2 separate regions of the Lactuca sativa genome follow, and region 1 is linked to region 2. The links are chromatin contacts, called in public Hi-C maps. All regions are on one chromosome and are shown on one strand. The core of a region is the stretch at or near the end of the contact, and the rest is flanking DNA. Distances in the headings are between cores, read along the strand shown. Region 1 holds the start of LOC111918024 (reticulon-like protein B2). Region 2 holds the start of LOC111918028 (probable NADH dehydrogenase [ubiquinone] 1 alpha subcomplex subunit 5, mitochondrial).

Region 1 (5,393 bases), core at 1,328-3,827, 250 kb after region 2:
AAAAAAAAAGGTAAACCAAACATATCACTTTTTGTAAAGATGATATAATAGATGTATATCAATGAACCATATGATTTTAATTAGAAGCGCACGAAAACGACAAAAATCTATGCAAACCAATTCGGTTTGGGATCGAATCTTTTATTTAGTGCTAGTTTGAAATATTATACAGGTTTGCATATAGTTTTTGTCAAACCGGTTTTCAAACCTTAATAGAGACAAATTTTTATATAGTAAGAAAAATATCATTTCCATCCATTATGGAGGAGAGAGTCGTTCTCGTTGAACCCATCCAACCCACTGTCACATCAGTTTTTTTTTTCTTTATCTTTCCGAACCCACAACACACGAAAATCTTATTTTTCTCAACCCACTCAACCCACTTAATTAAAAAAATATACAAAATAATCAAGGTAAAATCTCAATTAGCAATAGAGATACCGCCGGTACCACTCCCTCTTTGGCGGGTTGTTTGATTGGTTTCACGAACCCACTTCATCCTCTCTCTCTACTTTCTCTCTCATTTTCTCTTGTACCATATATTTTAAGACTTGTACCTTAGTTGTTTGGTATTTTTTTTAATTGAGTGAGTTGAATGGGTTGAAAAAGATAGGATTTCCGTGTGTTGTGGGTTCGAAAAGATGAAGAAAAATCAAAAAGAAAAGCTGATGTGGCAGTGAGTTCGGTGGGTTCAATGGGAACGACTCCCTCCTCCCTTATAGTTTTAAATTGTTGTTGCTACAAAGGTTTTTGAGGTTATTGAAGACTGCTTTTGACCCTTATATAATCTCAAACGCCTGAAAACAATTTTCAAAAATTTTAAAATAGAAAGATGTCAACAATCCCGAATGACAAAAAAACAATTTAAATCATGCCGGTTTGTGATCAATCATGTAAACTTTTGTTATCTTTCAGACCGAAACCAAATCTAACAAAAATGATGAAAACATAGGTTTTACCGGTTCTTTATAATCGAACTTTTTTGGCTCCAAATCGAATTTCCCCAAACCGGTTTTGTTTATTGAGAAAAATCTGAACCGATTTAGTTTAAAATATATGATTTATGAGAAAATTACTAATCTAGCCATTCTGCCTGATGACTTTCACTTTGTAGCAAAAAATTAGAAATTAACCCATTTTAGCCATGAAATCGTATGTTTTTAGAGAAACCTATGGTCAACGCTAGTTGACTACGATCAACGGCAGTTTGACTACAATTTTCATACTAATGGGCTACTGTTTCGTAGTCCGTCTATTTTTTCAAGGCCCCTCAGCCCACAATATATAAAATTGCAAAATTTCATTTAGGTTATTTTTTGTGTTTCAAGTGAGGAAGAACTCTGTCAATGGAGGCTCCCAACAACCATCATGCATATCTCTGATTCTTCGTGTTTTTTTTATTGCTTTTTCTTATTTAGTACAAGATCTACCATCGTGGGTTTGATTTTAGTTGGAAAAAAAACGGAAAAAAGGAAATCATAGGCTTCGTAAGAAACCTATGGTGTACAAACAGGTAATGCACAGTTTGTAAATTGATTGCTTGTACACCGTAGGTTTCTTATGAAGCCTACTATTCCTGATTTTTTTTAATATCTTTTACACTAAGAGATATAATAGCATTGTGTTAACTTTTGTTCCAAAAAAAATAAAAAAAATGAAAAGTTAAAGGTAACCATAGGCTTCATATGAAATAGTAGTCCACATATAGCAAATAGTAGTCAACTATAAAAAAACACCAAACCGTAACTTAGTTCTTAAAACCGTAGGTTTCCACTAAACTATTCTTTGAAAAACCGTAGTTTCCCTGGAGCTAGTCATGCACAAAAAAACCGGTTCAAGATCCGAACCGGTCAAAGAACCGGTAAACCGGTTTACGCTAAATCGGTCCACAGTGAACCGAACCGGTTTGAGAACCGAACCACCGGTTTACACCCATTCGAGATTTTAGTTGTTGAAACCGGTTTATATCGTGTGAACCGGTTTGGAACCGGTATGGAACCGAACCGAACCGGTTTAGAATCGATTGAACCGGTTTAGAACCGGTTTGATTGGCTAGGGAGTGAACCGAACTAAACCGGTTCGGTTTGAAAAAAAACCGGTTTGTTCACCCCTACGTGGAGCATACCGTAGGTATTTTAGAAACTTAGGGTTTCGTGACAAAAAATGAAAAAAAGAAATTATACAAAGCCTAGAAACCATAGATTTCCACGAGACAGCAGTTGTTTTTTTAAAACTACGTTTTTGCAAGACTAATTTTAGCTATTAAGTGAAAAATAATGAGACAGATAGATTAGTTATTGTCTCATTCCTAATTCCTAAGGCCTAACTCTAAAAAAATGAGAAAAGAAAGTTTGCTTAATGAGCCCAAAGCATATTATGAAGCCTTTTAAGGGTCTCAGCCCATAATATAAGATCCCACCGTCAACCCTAACGCCGTGAATTTAAACGGAATTCCCGCTCCCCACTTTTGCCGCACACTCGCTTCTCATTGGTTCTCGTAAAAAGCAATTAGCTTCGTGTATCCCGAGCCTAAGGTTCGGTTACGAACCTCCTCCTTAAGTCTACAGATTCTTATTCATTCTCTATTTCTCTTCACACACCCGAATTTTTTTCAAAAAGTCGCACATCTTCTCTTGAATTCCGGCGCCGAATCTCCCTCAGATCCGGTAACTGTTTATCAAGATATGGCCGATAACGTCGCCGGTGAACACGAGAAGGAGGATTCATTCGTTGAATCTGTCAAGGATAAGATCTCCGAGACGTTTCACAAAGACGATTCTTCTTCGTCTTCAGATTCCGACAATGAAGGCAAGAAGAGTTCATCTGTGTCCGATGTAAAGGACAAGATTTATCGGCTCTTCGGGAGGGAGAAGCCTGTTCACAAGCTCCTAGGAGGCGGCAAACGTATGCACATTTTTTCTTGCTGTACTTACTTTTAACGTATTTACTGTTGTAGATCACTAAGCTTTTATGTTCACGATTAGTAATCGTTTTCGTTTTACATGGATGAATAGTTTAGGTTGATTATGAACTGGATCTCTAATCTTATTTATTAATCATAGTTTCGTCAGATTCGCATCGTATCTCCGATCTAGATCTGCAATGATTGTTTCCGATTTCATATCTGAAGCATCCGTTGACTCCATTGCTTGGCTAACATTATACGTTAAACCTCTTTCGATCTATCGATTGTAGTATGTTAGTTACTTACACCTGAGTTTAATCATTCAAACATTAAGATCTCGATCTCTCTATGGTGATCAGTTTCATAAGTATACGATACTTCGACTGATTTTCTTATATCAAATGACTTTACTGATGTACTAATCTCTTGTGTTGCTATAACTATTTGCTAGTGTTCTTGTTCTTTCTCTTTCTTACACATTTCAAATTCATCACAACAGCTGCTGATATCTTCCTCTGGAAGGACAAGAAGGTTTCTGCTGGTGTGCTCGGGTTTGCCACATTGATATGGGTGCTTTTTGAGTTGGTTGAATATCACTTACTTACACTAGTATGCCATACTCTAATCTTAGCTCTAGCAGTCCTTTTCCTGTGGTCCAATGCCGCAAGCTTCATCAACAAGTAATTAATCAATCAATCAATGAATCTCCTTGCTTTTTTTTTTTGTTTTATTGTCTCGTACTTTAATCCATCTTTATCTTCCTTAACCTCTCATTTTCTTTCATGATTGTGACAAAAGGTCTCCACCAAAGTTCCCAGAAGTCAACCTCCCAGAAGATATTGTTCTTGGTGTCGCCTCTGCTCTCAGGGTTGAAATCAACAAAGCTTTTGAAGTCCTCCGATGCATTGCTTCAGGAAAAGACCTCAAAAAATTTCTTGGTGTATGCATTTCTTCCACAACTCCCTCTTATGTTAAAAAAAACAAAGTTTGATGACTGATGAGTTGATCTTTATTTCATCAGGTGGTTGCTGGGTTGTGGGTTCTCTCAATTGTTGGAAGCTGCTGGAACTTCTTGACATTGTTCTACATATGTAAGAAAAGAATTATTTTTCGATTTTGTGTTTTCAATTTCAAGATTTTTTTTTAGTTTCTAATTTTGTTAAGTATGAACACAGGCTTTGTTTTGCTTCACACATTGCCTTATCTTTATGATAAATATGAGGACAAAGTTGATGCTTTTGGTGAGAAAGCAGAGGCTGAGATTAAGAAGCAGTATGCAGTTTTCAGTGTGAAGGTTTTGAGCAAGATTCCAGTAGGAGCATTGAAGCACAAGTTTGCATAAACTCTCTTTCTCATCTCAGGTGACTACTACTACTACTAAAGTACTACTAGATGTGTCTTTCTCACTCGTTTGTTGTGACTTGTGATATTTTTATAAACTAGAAGCTCAGTTTATTTATTTCATTGGTTATCTGATACGCTTTGGGGTGAATCAATGATATAATTTAAACAAAATTCAGTAATATGATGTAATGAAGTTTTAGACATTTAAGTCCCCCTTTACACTTTTGTTGGAGTTATTTCAAGCATATGAATGAAAGGGGATATAATTTTGTATTAGTTCAATTTGCTTGTCAACTTATGAATGTTCTTAAAATTTAGTTTAAAAAAAGTGTTTGGTTGATAAAATGTAATAAATCTGTAAGTTGTTTTTTTTGTATGACAGATTATGTTTATGCATGTAAAATGATAAAATATAGGGGTTAAAAGGTAAAGAGTAAATTACACGATTCGTCCCTCGTCCAAGTGTCAAATTACATGTTTAGTCCCTATTTTCAAAAATTAACTTGGACCGTCCCTGTAATAATTTTTTCTCGCTTGGATAGTCCTTGACGAATATAAAATGACTATTTTACCCTTTCTGTTTTTTTTACTTATCATTTGTTTTACAATTTATTAAAAATAATTTAAGAAATAATCCTCCATCTTCACTATCTTGAAACTTGTATCCAAACCCAAACTAAAATCAATAGTTTTATTTACACAATCCAAAAATCAAAATATAACACTTCAAGAGGTTCTTGAAGAAATCAAGAAGTAGAGAATTGCAAAATCAAACAGGTACCTCCTGAAACCACCATCGACAACTCTTGCAACCCCCAAATCTGATTCTAGAATCTAATTTGAAACGTTACCAGAATTTAAAACTCAAACCCAAATGAAATCAACACAAATTTTTTGAAATCTGAAACCAAAACAACCCAAAATCCGAAACCATAATCAACACCAAATCTGTAAAAGAAGTTGGGGATGAAACTTCAAATCTAAAAATCTTGAATCTAAATCTGGAAGTCTAAGAGTGTTGAGAAGCTTCATAAATGATTTCTGAAATGAGTTTGTTGGAAAATCTCGAAGTTATGGTTCTTAGTGCAATCCAAATCTATAGCGGTGGTTTCCAGAGTATATGGTGGTGGTTTCTAACGGGTTA
Region 2 (5,209 bases), core at 779-3,278:
ATTTGGTAATTTGATGACACATACAGGTTCAGGAGGTTTTGGATGAAATTGGTGCTCCTTCTATACCATTAAGTGTTATTACAAAAGCTGCAGAGATACAGCTTTTGTATACAGTGGATAAAGTGATTCTTGGAAATAGGTGGTTGAGAAAAGCCACTGGAATTCAACCCAAGTTCCCGTATGTGGTTGACTCATTTGAGAAAAGGTAACGAGGGTATTTACGTCTTTTTGCTTATCGGATAAAAAGTTGCGACTTTTGTCTTATTATTGACATGACACAATATGTTTATATTGTTGCAGGAGTGCAGCTTCTGTTCAAAGGGCATCCATGTTACCTCATGATGGAATTCCTGATTCCGATTCCGATTCCGACAACAAACAACTCCAGCTTAAAACAGGATTCCATTCCCCCTTTGGAGATTGGTTCACTAATCCATGGTTAAAACCACTTCAGGATCATGATCATAACCTTTCAGACAAAAGGTGACACCCAAAATACTAAATTACAATTTTAGTCCCTGTAGTATACCCAAAACGACAAGTTCAGTCAAATTTATCATTGTGGTTTCATTTTGTTGCTTATATGGTTCCTCCAATGATACGTTTACAAAATTACAAATTTACCCTCATTTTGTCCTTTTGTTGTCTACCAGTGTGAAAGAAGAAGCGCACCCGAATCCTTTTCTTCCAAAAATCACGATGGTTGGTGTTGCAACAGGTGAGGCGGGGCCCATGAGCAAGGCGACTTTGAAAAAAACAATGGATGATTTAACAAAAGAATTGGAAAACACAGATGATGGGAACAATGGGTTTAGTGAAAGTAAATATGATAATGAAAGGGACCCGCTTTTTGTGGCGAATGTGGGTGATTATTATTCGGGTTTGTCGAAAGCTAGTTCGGCTAGATGGGTCCGCCCTCGATCCGCCAGAAGCTAAGTTTTTTTTTCAGGGTGTGTTTGGCAAAATTAGCTGTCAGCTGGAAGCTGTAACTTTTGTTTTTGCAAAAGCAACGTTGAGATTTTAGGTGTAAAATTACATAAAACATAAAAGTTTAAAAGTTACTAAAAGCTCGTTTTGCCAAACATGTGATTAGAGTAGGAATTGGATAATTTGGTAATTAGTTGATTTGTAAATGTATATTATGATAATGATTGTTGTGTTGTAAGATGGGATTTCTTAAATTATTGGTTAGATTAATAATAGTCGAGCATGGTGTGGTTTTGATGTGGTTGGTTGACTATCGAGAGTCAAAATCAAGATCTTTAAGGCATCAAAAAGAAATAATATTACTAGGTAATGTTGTAGAGAAATATAGGTTTTTGAATTATACTTGACTAATCAAATACATTTACAAATTTCACGTTACTTATGATAATAATTGTGAAAAAATTATGTTGTCATTATGGATAATTAAATATAAATGTGTAATTACTATGGATATATAAAAAAGTATGTATTGTTAAAAACTAAATGGTATAATTGGCGTAAGACATTCTCAAGGGGTTTGAGATTACTTATTTAAAGTGCTTACTAGTGAGCATTGTTTGGTATCAATAATAAACAGTTTTAAGTTTTTTGGATTAAATTAAATAAAAGCTTATTGTTAAAACAAATAAACGATTTTTTGATTAGTTTTTCTTCTAACTTATTTGACAATACTCGGAATTTATTTGAAAGTGTTATCATGTATTGAAATCAATCTACCATCTTAGTAATGTTTAACCCTAAAAACCTATATGGATCGTAACCTTGCTTTTTAATGACCAACAATGTATATGTCAATTTACAAAAAAATATTGATTTATCTATTATTATTATTATTATTATTATTATTATTAAGTAAACAATTCCAAAAGATTATTGTTACATAGGATGACCTATTTGGCTATTTATCCTCAAATTTGTTATTATTATTATTATTATTATTCTAAAATAAATGTTATTATAAAAAAAATATTGTGGAGTAATTTTCGTGTAAATAGCATAAAGCCATAAACCATCATATAAATGGGCCGACGGGTATGATCCATTTCGTAAACGGTAATCTGCAATTCTAATTTCTACACAGCACAAAATCGCTCATCGCTTCCAGTATCCGAGCACCAAACAGGGTGGGAGAGAGATCCATAGAAAGTGAGAGAGAAAGATGTTTCTGCGGAGGTTTGCTCGGCCATCGTCATTGATGATGATGGCCAGGGTGAAGGAAACAACGGGGATCGTCGGTCTCGAGGTGGTTCCTAATGCAAGGGACGTGCTAATTGGTCTTTACAACAAAACCCTAAACGAGATCCAGCGTGTACCTGAGGACGAAGGCTATCGGAAGGCCGTTGAGAGCTTCACGCGCCACCGATTGAAGGTATGCCAAGAGGAAGAAGATTGGGAAGTCATTGAGAAGCGACTTGGTTGTGGTCAAGTTGAGGAACTCATTGAAGAAGCTCAGGATGAGCTCAAACTCATTGACAAAATGATCGGTACCAATTCCCTCTCTCCCTCTCTTTTAAACAAATCCTTCAATTCGATCAATGATAAATTGACGATGAGTATTAGTCAAATCATAGAGATGAATTAGGTATTTTGTTTGATCTACTGTTACTGATGGCTTTTGTGGGTACATACATTTCATTTCACAGGTTATACGAATTTAGTTAGTGTTTTGTAGTTGGACTTGAATTGGTGAATAGTTAGTTCAAATCTTCAACTGATGTTTCTTCAATTCTGGCCCTAGGCCACAGCATCTATGTTAGCTTTCCTGATTGAATCATGTAAAATTCATGGTGTTCTTGGTTTGACTTGTAAAATTTCTCTCTTTTTTCTGCTACATATTGATCTATTTCTCTCATAATTGTAATTCTAATTCTCATCACCTAAAGTTTATTTATTACTAATCTCTTCTCCACACTCCACTTACTAATTCAATGCAGTGAATATCTGAATATATTCCTACAAGTTCCAAAATGACATTTAGAACACAACACATGAAAACAATACCAACAATTCTCCTGTTGTGAAACTAATGCACATGATTTTACACTGCTTACTGTTTCTATCAACTTTTTTGGCAACAATTCCAACAGAACTTCATTTCAAATCATTGGCTTCCTGGTTTTTAGCTCGAGTAATCTTATATCTTCATTTCCTACAATTACAATTTTGTAATAAAGAACCAAAATGCATTGACATCTTTTGGTACCAAATTGCAGAGTGGGACCCATGGGGTGTACCCGATGACTACGAATGTGAAGTAGTTGAAAATGACGCTCCTGTCCCTAAGCATGTTCCACTACACCGACCTGGTCCACTTCCTGAGGAGTTTTACAAGACTCTGGATGCTATCATGACTGGAAAATTGGAGCCTCCTGCTAAAAAAGATGAGTCAGCAATCCCTGCAAGTTCCCAATGAGCAACAAATCATGCTTCTTTCTTTCCGGGTTTGTTTCTATTTATAGAAAGCTGAAATCTTTGCTATTTTCAGAATTATTGTTCATGTTTTGTCTGAATAACTAAGTGTTTGGAGGCTAATAAACACAGATTTGGCTGGTGGTGTCCACTATGTTTTCTGTAGGGGCTGTTTCTATTTGATTTAATGGCTTAATACTTAATTTGGATAGAATGACTTAATGGGTTAAGCCAAAAAGCATGGCTTTATGCATTAAGACACTTACTTTTTCCCTTTTTAGTCCTCTCATATTACAATTGATGAATATTGTGAAATTTGTTTTTTGGAATGTAAGGGTAAAATGGTCATTTAGTGTGAGAAAATAAAAGAAATAGCTACAAGGAAATAATTGAAAAACATATTCATAGAATTTTCTAATATTGATTTGTGAGATTCTTCCTAAACACCATGAAACATATTCTATCTTGTATAAATAAATAAATAAATGTTTTCATAAAATATGGATTTGTATTATTTACAGTTCATTCTTGATTAAAATGTAATGTCTATAAGTTGCAAACCATTAATTCTCATCTAATTAAAGTTTTATATCAGGGGAACAGAAAAGTAAGCATTAATATTGGATAAAAGTAGGGAAAAGAAATGTAACCTTATATGTTGATAAGTTGGATGATTATGAACAAATTAGTGGTAAAAATTGTTGGAATATATGATATAGAAATAAGAAATGGGAAGATTATTAAGTAGTTACCAATGTTTGTATTTATATTAAAATTTCGTTATGGATTATGGATTATGGATTATGAAGTCGCCTTGAGAAAATAGTATTTTTAATTCATTAATAAGGTGATACTAAACATTAAGTAAGAATTCTATATATTGAAAAGTAGGTTGCTATAACTGAAAATAGGACACCTAAATGTCATGATGTATCAAGTGAACGTAATGGGATAATGTTTAAAATGAAAACATAGTGATTACAATAAAATAAAGTTTCAAAACTCTGAATAAATTCAACGAAATAAAATTGATCAAATGTTTTTCTTGTAATTACAAAACCTCACCCTCCCTATTTTATTTGTATGATGTATTTATATATTAGCATCTTTTTAGTTTTATAAAATTTATCTGTTAAAAAAAAACCGACAGATGATATATCTAATGATTAAAGGATGTTAATAACCTTGAACAAGTGATGGAATTCGAAGTATTCGGTGGTGGTCTCCTTATAGATCAAGACTAATCTACATATACGAATTCATGTCTATTTATGAATCTTTATGATAAAACGGGGGAAAAAAAAGTCATGAACAGAGATTCATGGCGTGAAGAAAGAATTGAGTACCATAGAGGCATTTTCACACACTCTACATCACGATGACGAAGACAACCAGTACCAAATGGACCATAGGATTATCAATTATGAGTTCAAACGTATACGTGTAAAAACCGTATCTTTTTCATACAAATTAATTCATGTTAAGATGATTATTGTACCTAATTTTTGCAATAATTATTGATCATTCAAACGTGAATTTTAATAAATTTATTTGTGAATCACTATGAATTCATTTGTGTATGAATTAGTAAATTTAGTAAGATTTTTGGATATAAATATTTATTTGAATTACATGTAAATTCGATATGTCTAGATCAACGTTTATATATATATATATATATATATATATATATATATATATATATATATATATATATATATATATATATATATATATATATATATATATATATATATATATATATATATATATATATATATATATATATATATATATATATATATATATGTGA

The links. Hi-C and Micro-C count contacts between places; a contact is called where the count stands out from the background.
Region 1: a contact with region 2 is called in a Hi-C map of leaf, with 6 times the contacts expected there. The contact joins the promoter of LOC111918024 here to the promoter of LOC111918028 in region 2. A contact is called at or near these places in 2 of 4 Hi-C or Micro-C datasets (leaf and seed).

Annotation. Positions count from the first base shown.
Region 1 is chr9:77,291,685-77,297,077 of Lsat_Salinas_v11, forward strand. It overlaps LOC111918024 (reticulon-like protein B2), which reads left to right and starts at 2,578. Exons shown (of 5, transcript XM_023913678.3): 1 at 2,578-2,904; 2 at 3,405-3,585; 3 at 3,704-3,845; 4 at 3,927-3,996; 5 at 4,081-4,531. The coding sequence starts at 2,685. The coding sequence ends at 4,247.
Region 2 is chr9:77,042,625-77,047,833 of Lsat_Salinas_v11, forward strand. LOC111918028 (probable NADH dehydrogenase [ubiquinone] 1 alpha subcomplex subunit 5, mitochondrial) reads left to right here and starts at 2,029. Exons shown (of 2, transcript XM_023913684.3): 1 at 2,029-2,471; 2 at 3,201-3,610. The coding sequence starts at 2,147. The coding sequence ends at 3,400. It overlaps LOC111918029, which reads left to right. Exons shown (of 9, transcript XM_023913685.2): 7 at 27-205; 8 at 301-483; 9 at 654-1,200. The coding sequence ends at 936.